2 separate regions of the Hordeum vulgare genome follow, and region 1 is linked to region 2. The links are chromatin contacts, called in public Hi-C maps. All regions are on one chromosome and are shown on one strand. Each heading gives the region's core, a stretch centred on a gene start, on an enhancer-like site or on the middle of the called end of the contact. The rest is flanking DNA. Distances are from core to core; before and after follow the strand shown.

Region 1 (2,700 bases), core at 127-2,626, 90 kb after region 2:
TAAAATATTACATTTTTCTTAGTTGGAGGAGAGTAAAGAAGAGAGAAAAGAGAAGAGGGTTGTGTTAGTAGCCAACTGCAGTACGATACCGAAGGCAGTTTATGAGATTATAAGATGGGACAATTTTTTATAAAGTACCCACTCCATTCTTAAATATAAGTTTTTTTAGCGATTTCATTATTGGACCACATGCAAAGCAAAATAAGCGAATCTGATGTCTAAAGTATATCTATATACATTCATATATAGTTTTTAGTGAAATCTCTAAAAACATCTATTGAAGAACGGAGGAAGCAGTACATATTAAAAACTTACTATTATAATGTTAGCTATTAGATTGGACATCACAAATCTTTAGAGCCGGGCATTGGCTGTATTATTAACCATGCTCTATGGATCCACCTGCTATTTCTTGGTCACATAGCATTTTCCTATTAATTAGTTAGTTGACAATTAGATGACACCCACACGTTTCTTATTACAATGAAAAGAAGATATGTACACCGGAAGCAGCAGCAGCTTTCTCGTCTGTTCCTATCAAACAGTGCCGGGCATTGTACATACCAACAAAGAACAGGGACGTGAATGGTGCATATATGCCGATATGGGTCGAAACGCATGATGCGTCCGGCAGACTTGACTTGTAGTAAGATCAACGACGGAAGCCCATACACAAGTCACGCGCGGAGTTTTCAAAGAGCGTGCGTGCGCGGTACTGCTACAATTCCACGGACTGACAGACAGGGATGGAGAAGGGAGCACTCACCCGAACGCTTCGTGGCCGAAAATCCTGGGGAAGACGCCGGGGAAGTCCTGCAACGCACGGACAGTAGCCGACACGGGTCATAAATGGCGGCATGGCCGCCCTGCTCTGCTCCCACGCGTGTGGCGAATCTGAGCTCGCGTCGTCGGCGGTGGTCCTCTGCGGCGCGTGAGCCGCCTGGCTGTGCGGCTCTCCACGGCCCGGCAATGGCGGACGCACGCACGCGGCGGAGCGGGGATCATGGATGGATGGATGGAGGGGGGCGCGTACCTTCATGCGCCAGAAGGTCACGTCGCTGTGGCAGAGCGAGGTGCAGACGATCTTGAGCCGGAGCTCGTGGGCCTTGGGCGGGTCCACGACCACCTCCTCCACGGCGAGCGGCTCGCCGGCGGCCCTGCACACGGCCGCTGCTCGCCGCCGTGGAAGCACGGTTAGCCACGCCCATGCATGACAAGGAAAAGCTCGGAGATCTTGGCCGCGTACCTTTGCAGCGGATGGGCTTGGGGTGCTTGTCCTCCATCGGCGAGACGAGAGAAGAGGATGCTGCTGATGGGGTGTCTGCTTGCCTGGTTTGGAGTGTTGGAAGGGAGCTGGCGAGGGAGGCCGGCAGGATGGATAGCGCTCTGTTTATATATGGACGGATGGACCTGCATTCTTCTCCCGTTCATATCAGTGAAAGTGGTCTGCATACGGTAAGAGCAAATCTGATCACTCAACAACCATGGACGCGGATGGTTCGCACACACTGACCGGTTACGTTTGAAATATTATATTCTACGTCTGGATACAATTAGAAATCTTAAATTCACATTGTTACATGCAACGTAAACCTAATACTAAGCGGACCTCGTCCGGCTTCGTCGTGTCCATGTTCAATGGTTGGTTGCGCTTTTTATAGTGTCGGTCCGCTTGTTGACGAGGTAGAGTGTGACATGAGACACTAGCCGGCTCACGGGAATCGAGCTCTTGCCGTCTCTGATGTCCTACTCTTCCTCGTCGGAGCCCGTAACCTGAACGGTGCCAATCAATGTGAGGTCGATGACGGATCCTTTTTCACAGGAGCCAACGTCCACCACAACGCGGTTGCGTCGAGCGCACTGCTACACCCTACGGGACGCCGAAGAGTGTGATTCCACCTCTCCAACATCCGTCGTCGCGAGGGCCTCTGCCGCATCCCGTGACTGCTGCATCGCTCGACGGACACGCCGCACCAGGACATCGTGCGAGGTCGGCTATGTGCTTGGCGCGCCAATGAAGGGAGCTGACGAGGGAGGCCGGCAGGATGGATAGCGCCCTGTTCATATTTGGACGGATGGACGGGTTTGCATTCTTCGCCTGTTCATAACAGTGAAAGTGGTCAGGATACGGTAAGAGCAACTCCAACGCGTCCGATCCAAATGAACGCGTGCTACGTCTGCATTTTATTCGTTTGGATCGGTTCGGCTTACATTCGTATCCACTTTTGTAATTGTATCAGCTCTTGCGCCTAACGCGGTCATGACCTATTTTTAAGCAATGAAAAAAACATAAATAAACATTTTAAAAATATAGGAACAATTAATTAAATATTTAATGTGGGCGATAGTGTGCATTACATTAAACATAAAATAAACTAAACTAAAAACGAGGAGGCGCGCTGTCCTAAACGTCCTTGTCGTCATCGCGGGGTCGGTGAGGTCGACGAGCGTCAGCACCAGCCCAGCCCAAGGGAAGGTCGTCTCCCAGGCGGAGGCGACGTCGTCCGTGGAGGTTGCACTGGCGCTTGCTGGGCAGCACATCACTCCTCCTCCTTAACTTCGGCCTGGCTGGCACTCAGATCCTCTCCGGATCCAAATGTGAGTCGTGCAGCAGCGTGACATCGGGGTAAGGGAGGGAGACGCGGTGCTCCCAGTGCCATCTCGCCTGGTGCACGGGTACGCTCACCTGCTGCTGAGGCG
Region 2 (2,700 bases), core at 75-2,574:
TTACCACACAATTGCAACCAAAATGTACTATGTTATGCAGATAAATCAACTACGCCCCTGTCGCATTGCTCGTTCGTCGCTCCGGCCTCATCGTGCGACCTCATCACACGGGCTCACCGTGCATGCCTCACCACGTGATCATATCATTTCCAAGCACTTCAAGGCAACCCAACGCAAGATCAACTTCTCCCTCAAGACCTCATCAAGCGAGCCAAGACGACGCATTCGCTTCAGCATCAACCCTGGTGCAGATAAACTACCGATGGAACAATATGGTGAGGGTACCTAGGAGGCCGTGCGCCTGGCGGACCGGGTGTTCTCAAGGTAGGATTCACAGCTGCTCAAGGCTGAGTCGAACTTATGAATACATATATGTGGTTTCCTTGCGCGGTCGCTTCTACTTTATTTCGCGCTGCTGCGTTTCTGTTGAAGATGCTCTAAGGACGTTCCAGGAACATTCGGGACATCGACATCTTCTCCCATAGTTGCAGCCTAGTTGGGAGGTCTGTGGCCTATCATGAGCATTCGAGCGATCCCACGAGCGTTCGGGACAACGGCAACTTCTTCCATAGCTGCAGCCCAGTAGGGAGGGCCGTGGCCTCTCAGGCGTATATTGGGCCAGCTGGATACAACCCAATTAGGAAGGGGTACCGGATTAAGCGAGGATTTGAAAGATGTTGTTTCTCTTCGAGGGAGGAAACAAAGCGGTACACTTGGTGGGCATTTCTTATTTGGCGCCACAAGAGTCAGTTAACGTACATTTTTGTTAACTGGCGCATGTGACGTTTGTAAATGGACGGCCCATCTAGGTGCCGTTTGACTTTAAAAAAAAGTATGATCTTATTTGAATATTGATGAACATTTTTTAAATTTCAGAGAATATGATTTAAGATCGATGAACTTTTTTGAATATCGATGAATTTTTTTGAATTTTAATGAACCACTTTTTGAAAATGGATGATACCGTTTTTAAGATTTATGAACTTTTTTTTAGTTCAGTGAACTTTTTAAAAAAAACATAAATTTCACTATTTTTTTTGAATGTTTTAAAAGTTTATTGAAATTTTTAAAAAATTAATGAACTTTTCCTAAATTGGATGAACTTTGTTTTCAAATTGATGAACGTTTTTCAAAATTGATGAACCTTGTTTAAAGATATGAACTTTTTTCTCAAATGGATGAACCTTTTTTATGTAAATCTATAAACCTTTCTTGATTTTATATTTTTATTTTTGTAACAAAAAAGTCCAAGAAAAACTGGGCAGCACTCCAATGGGCTGGCTCATGCTACCAGTGCTGCACGCGCCGGATCGTTAACGGACACCGGCAGCGATGCATAGGAGCTATCAACTTGGTGGTGGCAGCTCACGGTAATTTGAGCCAACACCACGCTTCACGTTTCGGTGAAGCTGGGCCGGCCTGGCTTCTCCTTTTTACTCATAGGGAATGAGCAGCTTCGCGAATTTAGCTTTTCTGGCTAAAACTGTTCGGGACAAATTCAATCATGAAGTTTTGGAAGCGTGAAGCTGGAGTACATTTGAACAAGCCCTAAATCTGCCCATGACTGGTTCTTTTTGTCTTAATTCTTTCATTTCTTTTTCTGGCCTTTTTTATTTTTACCAAAATTATTTCTTCTTTTCCCTGGTACATTCCATTTCTTTTTCTGTCCTTTTTTTTTAACTTTTACCATGTTTTTGATTTTTTTAATTCATTTGTCAACATTTTGTGAAACCATGAATTTGAGATATGTTCCAAGATGTCAAGTACAATAATATTTTTTAAATTGTTCATGAACATTTTTAAAATTATTCATGAATATTTTCTGCAATAAGGTAACAATTTTAAGAGTGAAGAACATTTTTTTAAATCGGAATATTTTTCACATACATGGACATTTTTTAAGTCAATGAACGATTTGTGATTTTTTTTTAAATACGTGAGGAATTTTAGAAATTTAAAATATTTTCAAATTTGTGAACAGTTTTTATCTACATGAACAATTTCTGAAATCTAGGAACGATATTGAAATTCATTATCATTCTTTGAAATTTATATGTTTATATTTTTTCAAATTTGGAAAAGAAAATGAAACTGGTGTTCATCTTTAAAAGTTTGAACATTTTTTGAAAACAGATTTATGTTTAAATTTCAAGTATTTTCACAAGAAGTATGTATATAAAAAGAACAAAAAAAATCAGAGCCTCCCAGCCACGCATATGGCTGGTCCAAAAATGCGCGGGGAACATGAGGTGCGTGTTTCCTCAGTATTCCCCTCATTCGCTGGGGAATAGGAGTTTTTATGTTCATGTGACCCACATCAACGTAGGTCGGGGAATAGGAAGTCTCACGCTGCATCGTATCCACCATCCTAGCTGAGTCTAGCCTGGCTAAGATGATGCAAAAATAAATTGGGATATATGTTTGGTTGTGTGCATGGTGTTGGGCAGGCCAATGTGAGATGTTGTTTGGCAGGTTGTATGCGATATGGGCGAACTCCTACACCACCAGTGCACCATGGCGCCACCCCCCACCCCCTCCAATTTAGCTTCTGCAAAGTACGCGCATGGAGCTCCGACCAATGGCGAAAGAGGGAGCTCAGATGGCGGGATTGAGGTGGGCGGAGCTCTGACCAAGAGGGATCTTGGACTGGCGGCGCGAGAGGGAGCTCTTGACGGCGACGCGAGAGGGAGCTCCCGACGG

Evidence for each region. Hi-C and Micro-C count contacts between places; a contact is called where the count stands out from the background.
Region 1: a Hi-C map of seedling shows a contact between it and region 2, with 2.1 times the contacts expected there. The contact joins the promoter of LOC123449668 here to the enhancer-like site in region 2. A contact is called at or near these places in 2 of 6 Hi-C or Micro-C datasets (leaf and seedling).

Annotation. Positions count from the first base shown.
Region 1 is chr4H:575,733,625-575,736,324 of MorexV3_pseudomolecules_assembly, forward strand. LOC123449668 (alcohol dehydrogenase-like 7) reads right to left here and starts at 1,377. Exons shown (of 10, transcript XM_045126958.1): 1 at 1,247-1,377; 2 at 1,034-1,170; 3 at 767-813. The coding sequence starts at 1,283.
Region 2 is chr4H:575,643,242-575,645,941 of MorexV3_pseudomolecules_assembly, forward strand. No RefSeq gene overlaps it. Among protein-coding and RNA genes, the nearest start is that of LOC123449666, 21 kb to the left of the region's middle. Within about 2 kb of position 1,325, at least 3 of the 3 cell types and tissues checked have open chromatin away from gene starts, as enhancers often do. A contact at or near this core is called in leaf and seedling, where this site is marked.